Linked DNA regions of Mus musculus: all the other regions are linked to region 1. Evidence: chromatin contacts called from public HiCAR-type and promoter capture Hi-C data. All regions are on one chromosome and are shown on one strand. The core of a region is the stretch at or near the end of the contact, and the rest is flanking DNA. Distances in the headings are between cores, read along the strand shown. Region 1 holds the start of Ndufv3 (NADH:ubiquinone oxidoreductase core subunit V3). Region 2 holds the start of Notch3 (notch 3). Region 3 overlaps Brd4 (bromodomain containing 4). Region 4 holds the start of Akap8 (A kinase (PRKA) anchor protein 8). Region 5 holds the start of Wiz (widely-interspaced zinc finger motifs).

Evidence for each region. Promoter capture Hi-C pulls out the DNA fragments that hold promoters and counts their contacts. HiCAR-type assays count read pairs that join an accessible place to other places.
Region 2: a contact with region 1 is called in a HiCAR-type map of astrocytes, with 2.7 times the contacts expected there. The contact joins the promoter of Notch3 here to the promoter of Ndufv3 in region 1. A contact is called at or near these places in 1 of 39 promoter capture datasets (HPC-7-derived erythroid cells) and 2 of 115 datasets of contacts at active chromatin or transcription factors (astrocytes and bone marrow-derived macrophages).
Region 3: a promoter capture Hi-C map of liver shows a contact between it and region 1, with 2.1 times the contacts expected there. The contact joins the enhancer-like site here to the promoter of Ndufv3 in region 1. A contact is called at or near these places in 6 of 39 promoter capture datasets (the 3T3-L1 cell line, the C10 cell line, cranial neural crest and 3 more), 2 of 484 Hi-C or Micro-C datasets (B cells and CD8 T cells) and 2 of 115 datasets of contacts at active chromatin or transcription factors (extraembryonic endoderm stem cells and large pre-B cells).
Region 4: a promoter capture Hi-C map of liver shows a contact between it and region 1, with 2.7 times the contacts expected there. The contact joins the promoter of Akap8 here to the promoter of Ndufv3 in region 1. A contact is called at or near these places in 3 of 39 promoter capture datasets (the 3T3-L1 cell line, hippocampal neurons and liver), 1 of 484 Hi-C or Micro-C datasets (the G1E-ER4 cell line), 3 of 115 datasets of contacts at active chromatin or transcription factors (embryonic stem cells, memory CD8 T cells and pancreatic cancer cells) and 1 of 9 other capture datasets (liver).
Region 5: a promoter capture Hi-C map of pre-B cells shows a contact between it and region 1, with 3 times the contacts expected there. The contact joins the promoter of Wiz here to the promoter of Ndufv3 in region 1. A contact is called at or near these places in 3 of 39 promoter capture datasets (the 3T3-L1 cell line and pre-B cells) and 1 of 9 other capture datasets (liver).

The regions. Positions count from the first base shown.
Region 1 is chr17:31,518,702-31,521,401 of GRCm38.p6, reverse strand. Ndufv3 (NADH:ubiquinone oxidoreductase core subunit V3) reads right to left here and starts at 1,287. Exons shown (of 4, transcript NM_030087.2): 1 at 1,141-1,287. The coding sequence starts at 1,188. It also overlaps a transcript of Wdr4 not described here.
Region 2 is chr17:32,165,507-32,168,206 of GRCm38.p6, reverse strand. It overlaps Notch3 (notch 3), which reads left to right and starts at 1,317. Exons shown (of 33, transcript NM_008716.3): 1 at 1,317-1,531. The coding sequence starts at 1,414.
Region 3 is chr17:32,274,498-32,277,197 of GRCm38.p6, reverse strand. The region is part of intron 1 of Brd4 (bromodomain containing 4); the gene reads left to right. Among named protein-coding and RNA genes, the nearest start is that of Brd4, 8.3 kb to the left of the region's middle. Within about 2 kb of position 1,292, at least 12 of the 459 cell types and tissues checked have an H3K27ac peak or open chromatin away from gene starts, as enhancers often do. A contact at or near this core is called in liver, where this site is marked.
Region 4 is chr17:32,319,961-32,322,660 of GRCm38.p6, reverse strand. It overlaps Akap8 (A kinase (PRKA) anchor protein 8), which reads left to right and starts at 1,423. Exons shown (of 14, transcript NM_019774.5): 1 at 1,423-1,576. The coding sequence starts at 1,558. It overlaps Akap8l (A kinase (PRKA) anchor protein 8-like), which reads left to right. Exons shown (of 14, transcript NM_017476.2): 13 at 670-765; 14 at 876-1,237. The coding sequence ends at 1,169.
Region 5 is chr17:32,386,495-32,389,194 of GRCm38.p6, reverse strand. It overlaps Wiz (widely-interspaced zinc finger motifs), which reads left to right and starts at 1,378. Exons shown (of 11, transcript NM_001372227.1): 1 at 1,378-1,622. The coding sequence starts at 1,436.

The sequences.
Region 1 (2,700 bases), core at 38-2,537:
AGGAAAATCACTATTAGCATCTGGGTAAATGAAAACAACTTTATTTCCCTAATCTTTGCAGAAATTTCCCAAAATAGGCACTTGGAAAGTTTTTATTAAAAATAAAGACTTTGCCAGCTTCGTTATACAAAGCTTCAGGATATCTTGGAGAAGAGCCTGGTTCTATGTTCTGCAGAAACCTGGGGCTCAGGGGTTGGGAGGATGGGAGACAGATGCTTCTGAGAAAAGCTCTTGCTGTCACGTGTCCTGCAAAGCCTCAGTTAGACAGACCTGTGTTGGGGGGAGGGGGGGAGCCTGTGTTAGCATGGGGGAGGGGGGAGGGAAGTGCTGGCCTCTGGATGGCAGCCATCATGCCGGCTGTAACACTCAGGCCTGGATCCTGGATGCAAGGCCCAGTTGGCTCTCAGCCCAAGACTCCTGGGTCTTAATACAGGGCAGCCAGTTTACTCTACTGGCTATTTTGTTACTTTACAAAATACTATGTTTCTTTTTGCAAAATTATCTCCCTACAGTTAGTAAAGTTGCAGAAACACTATCTACTAGTAAATAGGATGTAGATAATTGCTTCAGAAGTGTTACAATTTGAGAAGAATCTTATTGTAATTCAGCCGGCAACCGCTAAGGTATGTGTTAGATCCTAGGATGCTTCATGCTAGGGAGGGGGTTGGGGGGTGGAGCAAAAGAACCGGAAAACTTCTATTTATACTGATGATTCTCCGTGTGTGTACAAATTATGTGTACCGATACACGCTGGAAAAAAATCGCTGGGAGCAATATACCTGAAGGAATAATTAAACAGTGCCCATTTGACGACGGGAGCCCTCTGTCACCTGTATTTTATATTGCTGTGAGCATTTCCTGCTTTGGGGCCAGTTCAATGACAGCTCTTGACAAGCAAGCGCAGGGCCCTAGGTTCCATCCACCGAACCCAACCCAAACAAAACCCAATACTAGTTTTGCAGAGAAAGCCAGGTTTCGTTTTAAAAACAGCCTCAGTGACTCGGTTTCACTCCTGCAGAGAAAACCCTTCTGTCCGGGTCAGGTGAGCACAGGCCCTAGGACCCCTCTCCGCACCGGGCCCACGGGTGCAGTTAAGGGTCAGGCTAAGGGCCCGGTATGTCCCGCCCGTTAGCCCTTTACCTTCAGCGCCCGGATCCGTCCTCCCCGCAGGAGGAGAGAGACCGCCATGGCACAAATGCCAAGAGCGGAGGTCGCACTTAGGTACGTGACCTACTTGTGCACACGCACCACCCCAGGCTCCGCCCCGCGTCCACGTTCACCAATCGCACACCATGGTGGACCCAAGCGTTTGCGCGCGCATTCTGGGAGGGCTCCTTAAGGCCACGCCCCTAACTGAGTCCACCAATTCCGGGTTCGGGAAAGCGTGGGGTCCTCCCCTGGGTAGATCCCGCTGAAAGTCCCGCCCCTCCGATTTGGGCCTGCCCACCTTGCCCTGATCTCGCCCTTAACTCTGGTCTGTAACCTACCAAAATTGCACAGCTAGAATCATGTCCTTTGCGTTTCTGGTTCGACTTGAGAGACTTCTGTGTTTGGTGAGATCTTTGTGAGTTTGTTGTTTCTTGGAGATACAACTCGGTGGTAGTGCGCTTGCCCAGTAGGGGCGTGGTCTTGAACAAACAAACCAGAAGCTGGGCATGGAGGTGCCCACCTACCATACCAGCAGTAGGGCTAGTTCAAAGACAGCCTGCTCTTTTACAGAGTAACTGTAAAGATTGTTTGTAATCAATAGATAAACTTGGGGCTAGAGAGATGGCTCAGCGATTAAGAGCACTGACAGCTCTTCCAGAGGTCATGAGCTCAAATCCCAGCAACCACATAGTGGCTCATAACCCTCTATAGTGAGATCTGATGCCCTCTTCTGGTGTCTGAAAATAGCTACAGTATACTTATATATAACAATTAAGTGTGGGGGGGGGGGAGGAGAAAGAAAAGTACCTGTCATTTGTCCCTATTATACACACACACACACACACACACACACACACACATATATATATATATACTCACACACATGCACACCCAACTTCACCAGTTGAGGACCAAGCCTTTAACACACAAAGCTTTTTGGAGAACCATATCTAAGGCACAGCTGTGTTACAGTATGTGTTATTGGAATTCCTCTTCCCACTGATTGATTGGTGGCCCCTCGCACACGTTTGCCCAGTGCACAGTAAGTATTTCACATAGATGGTTATGTCTATACCTCCAATTTTCCACCAAGGAAAATTCAATGTCAGTGAAAGGATTCAGAACAATGAAATGAATTACTGAGAAGAAAAAAAAATATTAGAGCTGTTAATGCTGTGTCCAGGCTGTCAGGGGGACAATGGCATGACGGGAGCTCCAAGGAGTGTTCAGGCTCCAGAGACAGAGTGCATTGCAGGCCTCTGAAGACTGGAGACAGCCCATGTGAGAGCATCTTCTAGATCTGAGAATGGGAAAGGTTTCTGTGACATGAGATTGCTACGGACACTGTGGGCTGAGAAGAAGCTCGATCTACCACACAAATAATTGTCCTTCTTCACCTACTCTTGTCTCCAGGGGACACTTGCATGCTTTAGAGGTGAGTAAATAATACTGAGGGGAACGGGTACCACCTGTCCTTTGTGGGACTGGAGTTGGAGCTGTAAAACCATAGGACTCAAAACCTCCACTTCTCACAGCCGACCAGTTTAGACG
Region 2 (2,700 bases), core at 68-2,567, 650 kb before region 1:
ACACACACACACAAATAAATCTTTAAAAAGTGTATCCGTGACTGTCCTGGAATTTGCTAGGTAGACCAGGCTGGCTTTGAATTCACAGATCTATCTGCCTTTGCCTCTGGAGACCGTGTGAACCATGACATCTTCCCCAATTAACAAAAATACACTTATTTATTATGTAGCCAGTTGGGGGGGGGGGCGCGGCAGGGAGGGGAGATGGGCCCTCTACAATGTAGAGATCAGAGGACAACTTGTGGAAGTTGTTCTCTCCTCCCACTACAGGAGTGTCTGTGTATGCCCTTCCAGGATTATATGGGTCCTCTGTTTCAGTCCTTTGGTCTCCTAGTGATGGAGATGTTCAAGAACGGCACCCTTCACCCGACTCCTGAGATTTCCCCTGAATGCACCTCTAGAGCTTCCATTCTCACTTCACACAGAGGGAGTGTTCAGAGCCTTTGCAGGTCTCCTGGATGTAAAACTCAGTGAATGGCAACGAAATGATAGGCCTCATGGTAAAACCATGTAGAGTGTGGGATGTGCTAGGAGCTGGTGTGGATTTTTTTTACAAAGTATTTTATCTTATTTCTTGCGCACATAAGCGTGTGTGTGTGTGTGTGTGTGTGTGTGTGTGCGCGCGCGTGCGTGCAAGCATTCGAGCACAGTGTGTGTAGGAGTGCATGTGTATCACGGGGTACATGTGGCAGTCAGAAGACAATGTATGTGTTGGTTTTTTTATTTTAGCATGGGAGGCCCAGGAATTGAACTCGGGTGTCTGTGATTGGCAGCAAGCACCTTTCCCTCTTCGGTAGACCTTTGTGATCTTCACATTGTAGGAGAGCTGCACACAGGTACATGAGACTCATATCCACGAAACCCCTGGCCAGATTGTAAATGCTGCCCGCCCGGGTTTGTGGCGCAGTTGGAGCCTGAGTTTTGAGGTGATTGATGTTTAGTGTCCCCATGAAACTTCTATATGGTTTGCATGGGTGCGGCTACTTTTGTTCATTGGCCTCTCTACACCCAGGTTTAGAGGGTTTGGAGTCAGGGGTGTTTGCGTTTGTGTCATGACTGTGTGTGTGAGCCCTGGCTTTGGTTGTGTGCTGGAGGATAAGGATGGATGTGCTCACGAGCTGGATACCTGTCACGTCACGCAGGTTAAGCCCGCATCTCTTGTGGCAGACCTGAGTGTACCGAGGTCTGCAAGTCCCAGGCTTGGCGGGTAGAAGGGTCGGACCCCAGGAGGCCGGGCAGGGGGCGGGGGCGCTCAGAGCCGGCCCCGGGGCGGGGCGAGCCGCCCAGGCCTGGGGGCGGGGCAGCCCGACAGCCTCACTTCGGCGAAGTTGGCGGCGCGGAGGCTGGCCCGGGACGTGCCCGGAGCCCTGGGAAAGAGGGAGGAGGGAGGAGGGAGGGTCGTGGCCGGCCGCCATGGGGCTGGGGGCCCGGGGCCGCCGCCGCCGTCGTCGCCTGATGGCCTTGCCACCGCCACCACCGCCCATGCGGGCGCTGCCCCTGCTGCTGCTGCTAGCGGGGCTGGGGGCTGCAGGTGAGGGATCAGGGACTCGGAGGGTGGGACTGGGGTTGCAGGGGCGGGGAAGCAAAAAAAAAAAAGTATATATATATATATATATATTCTCCTAAGTTTGGAATTTAGAGGACCTGCCCCCCCAGGATTAAAGCCGGGGCAGAGATGCAGCAGCTGGGGGTGTGTATCAGTCATGGGGTTCGCACAGATTCATGATGGGAAGGCAGGATCCTAGAGGCCCAAGGAATCGAGACCCTTGAATGAATCAAGAGTCCAAGAGTAGGAGCTGGAGTTGTGGGAATCTGGGGCTGAAATTCGGAAGCGAGGTGTACCAAAAGTTTCAGGCTCACCCCATCCTACTTCTGCCTGGAGTCCTGGGAAGGTTAGGATGGGGGCTCAAGGACCCCCCAAGGCCTAGGACCCCTTGCACAAAAGCGCCTCCCCTATCCCGGGCGGGCCGTGAAGGGGGGGGGGGGACAAGGAGGGGGCGCGGAGTTCTCGGAGCTCTGAACTCGGAGAAAACGTCTCATGTTGGAGAGCTGCAAGACCCGGCGCTGGAGCGCGAGAAGCAGGAGCTGGAGCCCTTGCGAAGCCCGCGCCCCCTCCCCCGCGTGCCGCCCGATCCCTCTTCAGGCCGCCGGGATCCCGTAGTCTCGGGACCCCGTCTCTGTGCCGGGAGGAGAAGGGGCGAGGTCCACGTGCTCATCTCCAGCTTCTGGGCCCCCATCCCTGTGGCCGCAGCCCCTCCCCAGCATGCCTGGGCCCCCCTCCCCTCTTCCTCCACTCTGAGCTCCCCTCCCCCGCTCGGGACAATGGCTTCGCCGTCTAGACACCCCCTCCCCCCGGCCGGCCTCACGCTTTCTTTGCCAGACAAAGCGGGACCCACGAAGGGCCAGAGCGGGGACTGAGGGGGCGCCCCCACCCCTGCCCCGGGAGGCCTGATCAGCGGGGGAGGGGCATAGGCAGTTGGCTGTGGCCAGGGGTTCTAGGGCTCCTATGGTGGGACTCAGTGCTGGGCCGGGTGAGAGTTGCATAGAGAGTGGCTTAGCCTCTAGGCTCTACTAGGCAGGACTGGGCAGGAGCCACCGCCCCCGCGGGGCCAGTGCAGACTCATGGCCTGTCACACATAGAAAGGGAAAAAAATGCATGTGCACAGGTTTAGTACAGCCATAGATGCACACTTGGCACAC
Region 3 (2,700 bases), core at 43-2,542, 760 kb before region 1:
ATCTCTAGGAATAAGACCACTAGATCAAAAAGTGTGTATTTGAAATCCTTCCATTGTTACTCTTCTAGAAAGACTACATACATTTCCATTTTTGTCTGAATTTAGCAGTGTCTTATTTATACTAGTGAGGTTTTAACATTTTCTTTTATATCATAAATGACAGTTGTGTGACTACAAAATGTCTTTTCTTAGATGGGTTCTCAGGGCTATTTCTATGAGAAAATAGAATGTTCTTGGCACTTGATCTTGCCAGAGTAAGCCCCATCCACCCCCCACTCTCCTACCCCTAATCCAGTCTCCTGGTCTTGAGATCAGAGGCCCTGCTATCTGAATGCTTTAAGAATGGTGACTCTAGGGCTGGTGAGATGGCTCATTTTGCATTAAAATAAGTGTCTTCCTGGCACAGATCTTATCAATCCAGTGCCCTCTTTTTTTTTTTTTTTTTCTTTTTTTCTTTTTAATTTATTTGCTTTATATGAGTAAACTGTGTCTTCAGACACCAGAAGAGGGCATCAAATCCCATTACAGATGGTTGTGAGCTACCATGTGGTTGCTGGGAACTGAACTCAGAACCTCTGGAAGAGCAGTCCGTGCTCTTAACTGCTGAACCTTCTCTCCAGTACCCTCTTAAGGTATTTGCTGTCTTCTTGCATTCTATAGGATAAAGAAAGGTAGGAAGAAGATGGGGTATGTCCACAACTAGAAATAAGCACTCTGATGAGTAGGTCTTGGTTTTCTAGGCAGGTCCCAGAGAATAGATACCACCATCCAGGTTCTTTTTGTCTCCATTCTAGCAAATTTCAGTAGAGACTAATGTAGGAGATGATATAAAGGTGGCAGAGGCAGACAGTCTGCAGGCCAATCAAGGCTATATAGTTGAGACCCTGTCTTAAAACAAAAACAAAACAACTGACCACTTGAGGAATTGAGTAAATTTGCATCTCCTGAGTGCTATGATTAATAGTGTACTATCTAAATGGTGTTATCGCCTCCCCCTTCTGTAAAGAAAATCATGTTAGCCCTTCCAGTGTACAAAGGCTCTGGAACTTTGCTGCAGGAAGCAATGGTCTTAGTTGGGTAGCATTCTAGATAGCTGTGGAGCTCACTGTCAGGGTTCAGACCTGTGCCTGTCCAAATTGTGTTCTCTCTGTAAGCCACAGTTCTGACTTATAAAATGGGATCAGTATTCCTAAGCCTTGATGTGGAACAGGGTGGCACTCTTATGTATGGCTGAGTTTGAGAGTGCCTCTTACTGTATTTATTTGTATTACTATGCTGTACTGCTCTCCGTTGGGTTTGGAAGGTGGAAACCAGTAGTATTTGTTTTGGAAAGGACTGGGACTATTGTCGGGGTCTTTGCAGTGGCCACTCTACTTTTCTTGGTTTCCATTCAAGGTCGAGATTGCTTGTTTCTAGCTGCTGTTACATCAAGAGACTTGTGTATCTTGTGAAGATAGTGCCAGGGGAGAGGTATTGTTGGGCTTGGTATTATGCAATTTCCAGAAATACTAATTAGTAATTCCTGTGTCCTTGAATATGGTTAATATCCCCAGTTGTCCTTCCTCAGGCAATAAGACACATGACTTCAAGTGTTAAAAAAAAAAAAAAAAACCAGGAAGAAGACTAGTTAAAATAGGACTTAAATTTGAGGACTTTTATCTGAAATAGTTGGCATACACTTTGAGGAAGAGTGTATTTTATGGGAGCCGATTATTATACTGTGTGGCTGAAATGAGAACCACGTGGAATATAGAGCCTGCCAATGTGGTTGGGTGGTGGAGTCATACAGGGTAGCTGCTCTTGGGCTACTCTGATCTCCCAGGACTCCGTTTCTTGTGTATAAAATAGAGTAAAAGTTAGGTTGTATAGACTGGAGATTGAGGGAAAGAGAGTTGAAGAGAGTTGCTTTTTGTTTAAGGTATGATCTCTATAACCCAGGTTGGCATCTAAACTCAGCAATGCTTCAATAGCTTTCTGAGTGCAGGGACAAATGTTGTCACCTCACCCAACAGTAATTCTTTGTTTGTTTGTTCATATATATATGAATAATTATATTGTTGTATATTTGTACTCCTGAGCATGTTAGTGTGCCACATATATAACCCTAGTCCTTGTAATTCAGAAGAGAGCATTGTAGTAATTACAGACTAGTAGTGAAACCCTCTTTTTGACTGCTGAGCCATTTGTCTAATCATATCCACTTAATGTAACTTCTGTTAAGAAAGTCTTGGCCAGTTGTAGTGGCATACTTGGTAGGCAGAGGCATGCAGATCTCTTGAGTTCCAGGCCAGCCTGGTCTATAAAGTGAATCCAGGATAGCAGCAAGAGCTCTTAACACAGACAAACCCTGTCTTGAAAAACCAAAACCAAACAGACAAAAACAGTCTTTTGTTAGGTTTCTTTGAAATATAAGTAACTTGGGATGGGCTTACGTTTATAGTTCAGTGGTAGGAGACTGATGTGACATGGGTGAGACCCAAGTTTCAGTCCCCAATATCATAAAAACATATGAAAAAAACTAGTTGCAGCAAAAGGAAATTTGTTACTCATTAGCCAGATGTGGTAGTACATGCCTGTATTTCCAATACTAGAGAGTGTAAGGCAGGGGGATTAAAAAGTTCACTCTGAGCTACATATGAGATTTGGTCCATAAAAGCGGGGGGGGGGGGGCAGAGGGGGAAGAGGGAGAGGCCTTTGGTG
Region 4 (2,700 bases), core at 174-2,673, 800 kb before region 1:
TGGTGTGTGTGTATATATATGGGGATTGAACCTAACTAAGGCTTTAAGAATACTAAGAAAGCACTCTATCATCAAATTATTATATTATCTCCAGCTGGCCCCCTCCCCCTTTTTACGTTTTATTTTTTTATTTTTTATTTTCTTGTATGTTTTGCCTGCACATATGCTCACTATTCACATGCCTGGTGCCTGTGGTAACCAGAAGAGGGCTTCATATTCCTGGGAACTAGATTAGAGATTGTTGTCAGCCACCTTGTAGGTGGCAGAAAATGAACCTGAGTCTTTGAAATACTAACAAGTCCTTTACGCTGAGCCATCTCTCTAGCTCCCAGCCGTCTTTTATTTTCTGAGACATAGTCAAACCATGTAAACCGTTAAACTCTGTAGTCCAGGTAGGCCTTCCACTTTAATGTCCTGGAGTTACATGGCCTGTGCCACTAAGTCCAGTACTTACTATAGTTTCTATGTAAGCAGATCAGGTTTCAAACAGCAAATAAGGTGTGGGTGATCAGATCGAATCCTAGTTCCTTGCATGCCTGTCCAGACTGACTGGAATTACGCCCAAGGTCACTTACAGACACTAGGACTAGTTATTGGTGAATCTGAACCTCAGCTGGGTTTGTTGGATTCCTAGAGCAGCCTCACCAGCCCTGTCTGCCCTGCCCATAGCTTATGATGGAGCAGTCCAAGAAGTCCTCGCTTATGGTGGCCCGCAGTATTCTCAACAACAAGCTCATTAGCAAGAAGCTGGAGCGATATCTGAAGGTGAGGCAAAGGCGAAAGCACTGTCCTAGTCCTGACCTTTGTGTGAGCCTGGTCCCCATTCTATCCCAGTGATTCCTACCTCCCATTAAAGTCTCTATCCATCTCTACAGGGCGAGAATCCTTTCACTGACAACCCAGAGGAGGAAAAGGAACAAGACGAGGTGGAGGCTGGCGCTCTGGATGAAGGGGCACCAAGCGAAGCGACAGAGCTCACAGAGGGCGTGCCGGCACAGCCCCCCGTGCCCCTGGAGCCCGCCCCAGGGACTACAACACCGCCACCTCCGCCACCACCAGAAGAGGAGGAGAGCCCTGTACCCTTGCTGGGCGGAGCGCTGCAGTGTCAGATCCGCGGGATCCCGGGCCTCGACATGGAAGACGACGAGGAGGGCGGTGGGGGTCCATAACCCTTACCCGGCAGGGCTCCCGTGGCCGAGGCTGGAAGTCCAGCCTAATAAAGTGCTTTCCCATCTGAGGTCTTCGTTTGTGCTGTGGTGAGGGCGGGCCCCTAGAAGTGCGCCTGCGCGCGGGTAAACGCGCTAGAACCGCTCACGCGTGCGCGGACCTGGACGCTCTTGCGCACTAGCTTACCCTTGAGGCACAACTCCCGAGATGCTGTAGATTTGCAACCCGGAAGGCTGGGCGGATCGGCGGGGGCGGGCCCATTTGAGCAACCAATGGTAGCGCCCAGAAAGAGACGTACGCTCTTCGTCTTCCAGTAGCAGACAGCACGTTGAACGCATGCGTTCTGAGCGAATCTAAGACAAGGATCTGCTGGCGGGTCGCGTCGCAGACATGGAGCAAGGCTACGGAGGTTAGTGTGGGCTCTTCTTCACCACGGGAGACCCTGGCGCATGTGGTATTCGGGCTTAGCCTGCAGCCGGAACGCACTTGCCGCAGCCCGGTTCTGTGTGGAGTTGTCCCGGACGCGCGCGCTTCCCTTATTGGGCCTCTGCGCAATCGTTCCCGAAGCGCCGCGCGTGGATTGGCCGGTAGGACTCGGGGCGGGGGGTGCGGATGAGGCGCGAAGGCCGACGCTGTGGCCGGTTTCTGGATGCGTTCTGGACCGCTTTCACTGTGCAAGCCGAGTGGCTCTCATCGCTGCGGGACCCCAGGACCCGAGCGGTCTCAGTCCCGCCTTCTCTTCCGAAGACGCCACAAAATGGCGGCTCCAGGGGCGGGGCTAAAGCGAACGCTGAGGAAGCGGGGGGTGGAGGGGGTTGAGGTCCGGCTGGGTTGCGGCGGCCGTAGCGAGGAGAGAGTCTCAGCTCATCCTCCGCAGGTCGTCCTTGAGAGCTCGTGTCCCCGGGCTCGCTTTTCTGAAGGCTTACGGGCAGCGCGCGATCGGCCCAGCTGTGCACTGCGGCTACACCCGGTGCAGCTTTTTGGGAAAACCTGGCTGGGTCTCTGCAGTGTACGCGGCGTGAGGTGCTCGTGGGAGGTGTGCTGCCTGAGGGGCTGGGATTCTGGACTGTAACATTACGGGGGTCTGCGGAAGCGGGAACGTTGCCTTTCCTAACCTAAATGTCAGCAACTTTTCGTAATTAGGCGTCGGTTCTCGAGCTATCTGCTTTTAATCTCCTGGGAGGCCTTGACTCTGTACGGAGATTTACCCGCAGGAGATAGTTGGAACATGTGGAATGGGGTTGGAAGTGGGCACAGGGAGTGGTTAGTGGCTTCTGGCGGCTAAGGAAGGGATCTTGAGAGGCAGCAGAGTAACAAGATCCCTAGAATTGGACTTGCCAGAGAGGCCTGAGGTGTGATGAACACGTGTGCTTGGGTATCAGCCTAGTGCTCTTTGCCTTTGGGATCCTAGATCTATGTCTTCCATTCTTAGCCTTTCCACCAGATAGATACCTGTCACAACCCTGCTATACTTCTTTGGTCTAGGGAACTTCATGGTGACTCCCACTTTCTACCAGCCAATAATTTTACAGA
Region 5 (2,700 bases), core at 129-2,628, 870 kb before region 1:
GGGCCCGGTCGGGCCGGGCGGGACCCCCTGGGGCGGGGGAGGGGCGGGGCCTGCAGGGGCGGGGCCTGCAGGGGGCGGGGCTGTACAGGTGGGGGGAGGATCGGGGGTCTCGAGGCAGGTGTCTCCCCCCCCACCTCAGCTCGTCCCGCGGGGTCTCCCGCCCCGAGGTGCACGGGCGAAGGGCGCATCCTGGGGACCCTGGCTTCCCCGCAGGGTGCGTCCGCGCAGCGCCGCCCCTACCTCTGCGACCCCTGCGGGAGGTGGGGTAGGGAACGACCATCTGGACTGGAGCCCCCTCCCCAAGCTGCCAAAGTGCTCCGAAGTTGCGGTCCTGCCCGATCCCCGCCAGCAGTGCCTACCCGAGTGGGCACCCGCAGGTGCTTTCTCCAGGCCTGGGCAGGGACCCCTCCAGCCAAGACTGTCAACCCACCCTGTGTAGGGCCCCCCGGGAGCGCCCAGGCCCTCGAGGGCAACGCCTGCTACCAGGCCTGGAGCCCCGGCCCCGCCCCGGTTGCCTGGGCCGGGCCTCACCACCATCTCCCTGGGGAGAGCGCCTCATTCCTGCCCTTCACTTTCTGCTCTACCTTGAAGGTATTTATAGGTGGAGAGGACAATCGCCCTCCTCCCCCCCAGGGTCCTTATTTCTGAAACAGGAGCCCCATCGGTCCTTTTCATCCTCGGGCCAGAACAACCAATATCGGTGGAGGATGCAAGCAATACTATTGGAAGGTGGCAGGGTGGAGGAGCCCAGGCTTGGTATGCATGAGAGATCATGCTAAGAGAAGGGAAAGGGTTAATGGTGGGGTCACTTGAGCGTGTGGAGAGGCTAAGGGGTTAATAACCCTACATTCCTGGGTAGGGAGAAGGATGTGAATGTTGGAAAAGTGTAGGGGTAATTGATACGGGGCAACAGAAGTGAGTAAAGTATAAGGGCAAAGATGGGGGCCCTCGAGACCCTGCACTGGGGAGAGAGCGGGGACCCTGGAAACTGGAGGCATGGCTGTAGGTTATGCAGTCACAGGAAAGCAGCTGGACACGGTGAAGCTGTGAGTGAGCCATGGGAGGAATAGGTGGAGGTGGAAGGAGTGATGAGGGAGGGCTGAGGTGACTGAATGTGCGTGTGTAACTGTGGTGAATGGAGGCTGTGAAGAAGCTGGGGAAAGAGAACGCTTTAGTGTACTGAGACTCGCTCCCAGTAGAGGTGATTGGATTATAATAGGAGTGAATGGAACCTCAACACCACTTAACCCCTCACTTCAACTAAGAGACAAACTGAGGCCATAGGCTTTGAAGGAGAGGACTAGGGTTCTGAGAGAGGGGAGAACAAACAGAATTCTCTTCTTACTCTCTTAAGGTCTTCCTTGTCTTTGTCTCCAGGCCCACAATGTCCTGCTGAACCTGCCAGGTACTGAGTGAAGATTCACGGCTGGCACCCATGGAGGGGTTACTGGCAGGTGGCCTGGCTGCCCCGGATCATCCTCGAGGCCCCGCTCCAAGAGAGGACATCGAGAGTGGGGCTGAGGCTGCTGAGGGGGAAGGTGATATCTTTCCATCTTCTCATTACCTGCCAATCACCAAAGAAGGCCCTCGAGACATTCTGGATGGCAGAAGTGGCATTTCTGGTAAGAGGGCTCTGTGGCCCTAAAGAAGCTTCCCACTTGGTCCCCCAGGCCCAGAGAGAGTCAGGTCACCCCACCCAGCAGGGGCTGAGTTGCAATTGGAATTCTGTTCGATGCACATAGCCTCCTTTAGTGCTCCACGTACCGCTTTTCAGTTTGCCCTTATGAAAACAGATGTCTTGGGAGCCCATGACTGGATGTAAGAAACTGGGATTCATACTTGTAGTGTCCTGGCTTTCCTCTCTAAGCTGGACACCAGCTGTATCCAAATCCCATGTCAGTACCCTGAGCTCTTTGCCCAAAGCCCACTTGTTCCTTCTTGCAGTCTTGATGGAGTGGAGCTCCTGAGCGAGTGCCCTCTAGTGGTAAGGTAAAGTCTGGGGAGATTCGAGTTGCCTCTTTCCATCTTGATTTACCCCATACAAGGCTAGCTCACACTGTCCCCACCTCACAATTTGTTGTTCGTTTATTAAACACTGAGCACCTGCTGTGCCACTTTCTGTTCTGGGTGCTGGGGAAATAATCATAAAGAGACAAAAGTCCCTGTCCTCCAGGGGTTGGCATTCCAGAAGGGAAGGTGGACAAGGAACGACTGAGCAGATGTCATAAGGGCAGGTTATGCAGGCTATGCAGATATTAAACTGAGTGCCAGGACCATGGCTGGGCGCTCCAGGAAAAGCCACCTGACACAGTGGTGTTTGAGGCACAGCACAGAATGAGTGGTGGGACGTGCCCAGCAGGTGGCGGGACAGCATGGGCAAAGGCCCTGCAGAGGGGAGGAGCCTGGTATGTTTAAGGACTTAACAGGAATCTGGTGTGGCTGGTCCCCCAAAACTTGGCCTTCTAATAAATTCCGAGCACCTCTTCTGTGGTTCCTACATGCCAAGTTCTTTGTCTTCTCAATTCACATCATACTTAGAACCTTTGTCGGAAGAGCCTCCGTTATTTAGTATCTCATGTTAGGAATGGGAAATTCAAAACCCTGAGGGGTGAAGTCAGTAGTGTGGCCTTACACCCCTCTTCCTTCTTTGTTTTATTCTGTTCTTTATAGAACTGGGGATTGCACGTAGGCCCTTGCACA